Regions from separate parts of the Mus musculus genome. Here region 1 is linked to region 2. Evidence: chromatin contacts called from public HiChIP or PLAC-seq data. All regions are on one chromosome and are shown on one strand. The core of a region is the stretch at or near the end of the contact, and the rest is flanking DNA. Distances in the headings are between cores, read along the strand shown.

What was found. HiChIP or PLAC-seq counts read pairs in DNA pulled down with a chosen protein or histone mark.
Region 1: an H3K4me3 HiChIP or PLAC-seq map of embryonic forebrain shows a contact between it and region 2, with 5 times the contacts expected there. The contact joins the promoter of 1700125H20Rik here to the promoter of Myo19 in region 2. A contact is called at or near these places in 6 of 39 promoter capture datasets (the 3T3-L1 cell line, the C10 cell line, the HPC-7 cell line and 3 more), 1 of 484 Hi-C or Micro-C datasets (nephron progenitors), 14 of 115 datasets of contacts at active chromatin or transcription factors (the NIH/3T3 cell line, bone marrow-derived macrophages, craniofacial prominence and 8 more) and 1 of 9 other capture datasets (embryonic stem cells).

The regions. Positions count from the first base shown.
Region 1 is chr11:85,168,516-85,172,787 of GRCm38.p6, reverse strand. 1700125H20Rik (RIKEN cDNA 1700125H20 gene) reads right to left here and starts at 1,692. Exons shown (of 6, transcript NM_028589.1): 1 at 1,561-1,692. The coding sequence starts at 1,611.
Region 2 is chr11:84,877,380-84,881,586 of GRCm38.p6, reverse strand. It overlaps Myo19 (myosin XIX), which reads right to left and starts at 1,417. Exons shown (of 25, transcript NM_025414.4): 1 at 1,076-1,417. It overlaps Pigw (phosphatidylinositol glycan anchor biosynthesis, class W), which reads left to right and starts at 1,302. Exons shown (of 2, transcript NM_001077636.1): 1 at 1,302-1,359; 2 at 3,075-4,207. The coding sequence starts at 3,086.

The DNA.
Region 1 (4,272 bases), core at 443-2,942, 290 kb before region 2:
GTGCTGGGCAGATACTGGCAAATGACAACCAAGGCCTTCTTTATTTTCCCTATGATCTCTCTCTCTCTCTCTCTCTCTCCCTCCCTCTCTCAAAACATTGCCAGGTCAGTGAGTCTGGCCCAAAAGACCCCATCTTTGAAAACCTCTCCTTGGAAAACCTAAAATATTTTACCTATTTCTTTCATAATTATTCTTGGCTATACTGAGAAACATTGTAAAGCTCTTGATAAACATTTACTAATTTTCTTTTCCCACAAAGACTGTGAGGTTAGCTACCATTTCCTCTGGTTATAACTGAGAACTCCCAGGCACAGAAAGAATTCTGTGACTCCTCAGGGGGATGGGCAACAACCATGTTTCCTTTCTTTTCTTCTTCTTCTTCTTCTTTTTTTTTTTTTTTTTTTTTTTTTTTTTTTTTTTTTTTTTTGGTTTTTTGAGACACAGTTTCTCTGTGTAGCCCTGGCTGTCCTGGAACTCACTCTGTAGATCAGGCTGGCCTCGAACTCAGAGATCTGCCTGCCTTTGCCTCCTGAGTGCTGGGATTAAAGGTGTGTACCACCATGCCCGGCCCATGTCTCCTTTCATTTGGACATACCGAGGTGCCAGGCCAATGTCTATGCATCTCTAAATGTTAGCATCATGGCATGCATGAAGGGCACCCGGTAAAGGGTGGTGGTGGTAACAAGGGACTTGTGACACAAAGTGAAGCAAAGGGAACTGAAAACTAGTGGTGACAAAGGGTCTGAAATATTACTGATTTAGCACAGGATTATTAGACTGGTGTTAACTGGGTTTGAAACTTAAAGTTTCTTGTCTTTTTTCATTTTTGTTTGCTTGTGTTTTGGGATTTTTGTTTGTTGTTTAGGATTTTTTGTTTGCTTGCTTTTTTTCCTCCCCCAAACAATGAAACCACTTTCTCTGTGCAGCCCTAGCCGTCCTGGAACTCACTCTGTAGACCAGGCTGGTCTTGAATTCACAGAGCTCCATCTGCCTCTGCCTCCTAAGTGCTAGGGTTAAACTCACATTTTCAAAGCCTCTCAGAACAATTGGATTACTTGCCGTTGGAGTTCAGGAGAGGAAGAGCCACACTCAGAGCACTCTGAAGGGAAGCTAGGTAAAGTAGGTACAGGACAGGTTCCCCCCAACTGTAGAGAGTGGGGGACTTTGGCTAACTCCATAAACACAGCACATAACTGAACAGAGACCGTAACACATACGTGTGCTCACATGGACATGGGTAACCCTTTATAACTAATGATCAAATGGGACTTCTCACTGTCTTGACAGAAACACAGCTTTGATAAACACGTTTCCTACTTGCTTACCCCTGCTTTGCGGCTCTGGGGAGTCAAACCCAGGACTAGGGCAGGCAAGCTCTCTACTCCTGAGCTACACCCTGGCCCAACTGTCTGAAGGAATTGTGTTCTCTTGTTCTTTGGGGCTTTTGCCAACCCACATACTCCACCATTTTCTCATCTTGTCTCCTTCCTTGAATTTCATGTTCGTGGCTTTCCAAAACCAGCCCTTCCCTGGTTCCCTCACATCCCAGCCTCACTTCACCTTCTCTAGTGGCTTGTCTCCTTCACCCCCTTGCCAATCTGAGGCTTCCATCTCAACAGCTGGGTGGGCAGACACCAGGATAGCACAGTCTCAGGTTCCCCACAGACTTCTAACTTACTGCTTCTGTGACCTGAGTGCCCCAGGTAGTGGGCAGGTTGGCTCCAGAACTCGGAGCAAAACCATGGCAACTGCCAACACAGAGCTCAGGCCCCTCTCTACCCTGTTCACTCATGCCTCAGGGTGGCAGCCAACTATCTCCTTCAGCTGGGATCTGGACTAGGTAAGTCAGTGAGCCACGTGTGCTGTCCCCCCCACCCCACTTTTTTTTGGGGGGGTTGTGTGTCAGTGCTTACAGCTGACTAGGACCAAATGGCACACCTCTGGCCAGAAGCTATTGATTTTAAACCTCGGTAAAGTTTCTGAAGTAATTTTCCTGGATGGACACCACTCCGCAGTTATTCCGGAGGCTTATTGAGAGAGAAAGTGTGTGTATTGGGGGCGCGGGGGCGGGGAGGGGAGAGTTGTAACAGTCTTTTCCAGAACAAAGGACTAAAAGGTGTGCTGAAAGAGAGAATGGAATATAATAAATCTCTACTGAAATACACTGCTAGCGCCCTGTAGCCATCTAGTTAATAAATGATTGTGTGGAGTGATGTTTGGGTTGCTTTAAGGGCACTTACAAAAGTACCAGCTGGCATGTATTTCATTAATCTCACCAAAACCTTCCTGGGAGTAGGTGCCAAGTAGTGACCCTGTTTCATAATGAGCCTGGGTAGCCGAGGTCCTATCACTTGCCTTAAGTCAGTGGCCACTGAAACAGAAGTAAGGCTTTTGGTTGGATTCGGAGTGCTCTGGCTTCTCCAGCATGCCAGCGGGAGGCCGGGGCGACCGAGCAAACACTTATCAGCAGTGTCTTGAGCTGCAGGCATGGTTCCGGCTGATGGGTGCTCAGCCGCTCGGTCAGGACAAGCTTTGTCCCTAGCAGGGCACCAGCGCCCCCTCGTGTCTTTCCCCAGCTAGCGTAGCGAGTTGCCCGGTGTAAAAGACCGTTGCAGCTGCAGTTTATCCATTTAAGCCATGTTTCCCCTGGAACGCTGGGTTCCATCTCCAGGGCCTCTTGGATGTCGCTCAGTTTGATCATGTTCTCCCTATTCTTTGGTGGCCTCTGGGTCAGCCAATAGAACTTCCCTCTGTCCATCTAGCCTCACAGGTCAGGACATGGCAGCTCTTACCAGCTCCAAGGCTGGACAGGCCAGGAGACCCTGGGGTTTGGGGCGAGTTCCTTTTCTGTCCAGAAATAAACTATTCTCTGTACTATTATGTTTAGCAAATTGTGGAGAGGAGATGGGGACAATCAAAGTCCCTACTTCTCTGCTTCACTTTGGAAGACCTGCTCCCTGAGGATTATTTCACAGCTAAGGACAACCATGTTGGTAAGAGGAAGGCAAAAGAAAGCCTCCTAGACACTCTATAAAATTGTCAGTAAACAATGTGTTTGAAAATGTAGAACATGCATTACCTCTGTCCATCCTGGGGAGAGCCTTAAGGAGAAAAAAATTGACAATAGTGGCATTCTGAAGATGTCACTAGGATAAATAAAATGTTATGTCACATATCTGTCCCCCGTGTCCAAGTGCTATTCTACGCCTAAAGCTCCTGAGCTGAGAGCAGCAGCATGTGCACACGGTTCCGTTTTTGAATATGCACTAAAAAGGTGTTGGAGTATATGCTCCAAAAGCCCCCAGGGGATGGCCCTCATTCTGCTTCCTCTGTCCTGCTGCTAAGCTGGCCAGGGCGGGACCTTGTAATAGTCGTGTCCAGGAAGGCACAAGACCTAGGACTGTTGTAAGGTCAAGGCCAGTCTGGACAACACAGCACAATTTTGTCTCAAAAAACAAAACTTAAAAATGTATTATGAAGAGACAGTGGAAAGACTGGAGTGGGAGGACAAACTAGGAGGGGGATAGTTGGCAGAGTGCTTTCTTATCACGCAGAATGTCCTGGGTTTCATGCCCAGCACTACAGAAACCAGACGCACATGCCTGTAATCTCAGCATTCTGGAGAAGGGAGAAGACTATTACAAGTTCAAGTCCAGCCTGGCCTATTGTCAGTACAGATTCAGTTTTAGTCACCCAGACTACATGGATATTCTGTCTCAACAAATAAACAAACAAACAAACAAAACCCCAAACCCCCAAAATTGTCACATACATCATCCAAAAGTGGCATGAGATATGAAATAACACTGAAAAAAATTTTAAAAAGATTTGAATAAACACATACATGTGTATATTACTTGTATATACACACACCTACATTTGAAAAAGAAACAGATGTTTTAAAAACAAAAGGCTTAGCTATTCTGGTCTCTTCATTCACTCTCTTCTCCAACCCCTTTCACTCCAAAAGCCTCCAGTAAGTCCCAAGCTCTGCATGGCTGCCCTATTTACATGATGGCTTACTCTCAAGCCTGGGGAGTAGCCTGAACCGACAATTGATAACAGCCAGAGAAGTGGCTCAAATACAACTGTAAGTAAAACCAAACACAAATCCATTGCTTTTGGGAAACATTCAAAATTCAATTGGTCAGAATAAAATTTTTCTGTAGGGCAAGTTAACTCATCTAACAGTGTTATTCATTGCAACATATATTTCTAAAAGCTATAAATCATGGGATAGTGAGATGGTTCAGTGGATAAGGGCTTTGCCTC
Region 2 (4,207 bases), core at 168-2,667:
CCAGGGATGGCCATGAAACAGGGAGAGGTAAAATTCAAGAAGAAAAGGGAATCAGGGCTGGGCTAGGCAATATCACTGTGTACACTGTACCCCATCACCCAAGGGTCTCTGGAGACTCAACTGGAAGCTGATCTTGAGAGGGAGGCCAGTCAGGAGACCACAACAGCGCATTTAAGTTAGAATCCAAAGCTCACAACCTTCTTAGAATATATTACAGGAGCTAAGCCTCATTTTTATACAATTGCCAATGGTATAATACCATACCACAAAGCGCAAAATTATGGCTCGTACGGGCGAGACCTGCGAGAGAGCTTGGTAAATGCTGGTTATTACTTTGCAGCGTCAGCTCCTGGTTGAAGTCAAATCAGATCAAAGCAGTTTTCTCCAGTTCTCCTGCTCCCTCCTCTTCGTGGTTACCACCAAGAATTTCTGGAAAGGGTGTGACCACAGTAGGCAGAGGAGAGTAATGAGTATGTGAAGGACCAACCAAGTCAAGGCAAGTGGTAACCAGATTGCCACCCTCTCCGCCTCTGCTTCGGATTTCTTTTTGTAAGAAGTACAGAAGGAGGGCTATAAGGAAAAGAGCTGGGTCCTGGGGGGTGAGGATGGGGGCTCAGCCTGCTTTGCTCCAGATTCCTGGACGGATCCAGCACTTCCAGCACTGGCAGCGTGCCCAAGGTGCCCAGGGCCGGGATACCACTCCGGAAGCACCTGGTACTGAGAGAACGCGTCCTTTCTGGGAAGGTGGCTATGACCCTAGTCAAGGGCGCAGTTTCCTTAAGTCTCTCCCGCCGTCCCTGGGTAGAACAAGGAAAGAGACGTCCAGCCTCGGTCAGCCAGAAACACCCCCTTTCCGGCCCCCTGCTGGCAAGCTGAAAAGTGACCGTGAAGGTCCTTGCCCTGGGCAAAAGCCACGAGCTGTGTGTTACCTCCTCCTTGGTCATAAGAGGGTAAAAAGAGAAATGCTGAATTAGAAAGTGAGACGCCTCCTTCTGTTTTAGCTGAGCGACTCACCGACCTCCCTACCTCCTCAGGCGGTGTGGGATTTTGGATCTAGGTGGAGAGTGGCACTCACCGGTCCCACGGCCCGGGCGCCCAGCGTGGTAGTCCCAGCCCAGGCCGATTGGAAGGGCGGGTGGGCAGGGTGAGGCAGCGGGAAGAGCCCGTGGAGGAGAGAGAGCGCGGGAGCGGCCGGGAGAGAAAGCCGGGAGCTCCAGGCCGCCTGGCGGAGCACTGCAACCGCGGCTCGATGGCCCGGAGCCCGCCGGCTCCTCCCCAGGGGCGGGGCGTGCACACGCGGCGCGGGACGCACGTGGCCCGTCCCAGGCCGCCGGCTCCGGCTAGCGGGCTGTTCGCGAGGTGAGGTCTATTGAGTCCGGGGTGTGAGGTGTGGCGTTTCCGTGGCCTCCCGAGTTCTGGGTGGGAAAGTGCGGTTCCCGAGAGCCCTTGCGCTGCTCTGCTGCAGGTCGCGGTGCCCGAGGCTGACGCGGGCTCCGGGGACCCTCTACCTAACCCGCCTCGCCCTGGGGCGGAGGGGAGACGCCCCTCCCACGGACCCGCCGCGCGGCTAGGTCTGGAGAGCACCCGGCCCAACCCAGCTCAAGACCCTGAAGGGCGTGGGGAGTTCGGCGGGGTGCGGACTGTTGCCATCCCCGGCGGGGGCGCGCGGAATCTGCGGTCCCGGAAGAACAGGCTGAGCCGCGACGGCCGGAAGCGCGGCTCGCGAGGCGGAAGCGGAGGGTGCCCGCAGTTTGCGGTGGGAGCCTGTTCTGTCCACGCCGGAGACCCTCAGTCGTGGGCAGGGCGTGGTTGTGGCCAGGTCTGCCAGGAAAAAAACTTAAAAGGCCAAAAGAGCAGGGCCACTTACGGTGAGGTGCTGGTGTATTGTCAGGGACATCAATTCACATCTGACTGTCGGATGTGTTCTCTCAGGGTGCAACTTTTCAGACATTAAAATGTGACAGGTTTTAGGTTGCATTAAAAAGAAGCCACTGGCGCTGGTATGCACTGTGCATCCATTCTGTCCACCTGCTTCTTAATCTGAAAATATGGCTGTGTGTAAAATAGGAAAAGAGCAACCCGAGGCTCATGCATTCTTTATGTACCCAATGTTGAAACCAAGGGCCCTAACTCTAAAATACATTTACAACTTCTCTCTCTCCCTGAAGTCGTCCCCCCCCCCCCCCACACACATGGTTTGTTGGTGGTGGTGGTGGTTTTTAGACTTATTCATTATGTATACAGTGTTCTGCCTGCATGCCAGAAGAAGGCACCAGATCTCGTTATAGATGGTTGTGAGCTACCACATGGTTGCTGGGAACAGAACTCAGGACCTCTGGAAGGGCAGCCAGTGGTAGCACATGCCTTTAGGTATTGCAGGGGATCGGGGAGGTAGGTGGATCTCTGTGAGTTCAAGGCCAGACTGATCTACATATTAAGTTTCAGGATACATGGCCAGACACTGTCAAAACCCAACAAACAAAAAGAGCTGGGCAGTGATGATTTTAATCCCAGCACTCTCATGGCAGAGGCCTGAATTTGAGACCAGTCTGGTATGCAAAACAGTTCCAGGACAGCCAGGGCTACACAGAGAAACTGTCTCAAGGAAACAAACAAAAACAAGACACAGTTGTTTGGGAGCTAAGCAACTTTTGTTTTGAATTTGCCTTATATTGAAGATAAAACTGTGTACTAGAACTTTCATACTTTTCGTGTGTCACTGTTGACTTCTTCCTATAATCTTAGGTTCTAGGAGAGTCAGGACAGTTCTGTCCATGAATTGAAACCAGTAGGGCTTGAAGTTCTGTTCTGCCCACATGTGTGTCTGTATGAAGGTGTCTGATACCTTGAAACTATAGTTACAGACAGGTGTGAGCTTCCGTATGGGTGTTGGGAATTCATCCTGTGTCCCCCCGAAGGGCAGCCAGTGCTCTTAACCGCCGAGTCATCTCTCCAGCCCTTAAACTTTTGTTTAAACAAGAAATATGTAAATTCAAGTTAGGCACATAGGTTTTTACTGAATTCACAACAATGTTGTGTTCTTCAAATCCATTCTTTTGTTCTTGTTTCCACAGGAAGGAAGAAAATGTCTCAAAAGCAGCTGAAGGAAGCCTTTGTCAGGAACCTCAGTGGGACCAGTGTGCTGGAAGTGACCCAGGGCCTGTGCTTTCCTGCCTTCTGTATCCTGTGTAGAGGCCTTTGGATCATCTTCTCACAGCACGTATGCTCTTTCTCAAACACCTGGAGCACACGATTCCTCATGGACTTTGTTGTCTTGATAGTCCCCCTAGTGATCACTCTGACTGTATTGTCTTCCTTTATCCTCCTCGAGAATCTCACTGTGATTGTCTGGGGGGCATGGCTGTTGTATCAGATATACCACAGGAGGACTTGCTACGCCAAAGTGCCTGTCCAGAAAGTCTTTGCAAACTTCTTGAAAATCAGCCTAGAATCTGAGTACAATCCCGCAATCACCTGTTACCGGGTCATTAACAGCGTATTTACGGCTATTGCCATTTTGGCCGTGGATTTCCCACTTTTCCCTAGAAGATTTGCCAAAACTGAACTTTATGGGACAGGAGCAATGGATTTTGGAGTAGGTGGCTTTATTTTTGGGGCGGCAATGGTTTGTCCAGAGGTTAGAAGGAAATCTATAGAAGAGTCTAGATTTAATTATCTTAGAAAATCGCTGTATTCTGTCTGGCCATTGGTCTTCTTAGGAATGGGACGGTTGGTCATTATAAAGTCCATAGGCTACCAGGAACATTCTACCGAGTACGGCATTCACTGGAACTTTTTCTTTACCATCATAGTTGTGCGATTAGTAACGTCACTGCTTTTGATTATTTTTCCTTTAAATAAGTCGTGGATTGTGGCTGTCAGCATAACTGTGGTATACCAGCTAGCCCTGGATTATACTCCACTCAAGAGGATACTTTTGTATGGCACTGATGGCAGTGGCACAAGGGTTGGCTTCTTAAATGCTAACCGAGAGGGAATAATTTCCACTTTGGGGTATGTGACAATACACATGGCTGGTGTACAAACGGGATTGTATGTGCTTAAGGGAAGAGCACAAGTCAGAGACTGGATAAAAGCTACTTGTTGGGTTTTCTCAGTAGCTGTTGGCTTCTTCATTTCTCTTCATATAGTGCAAGTAAACATAGAAGCAGTATCTCGAAGAATGGCCAATTTAGCCTTTTGTCTG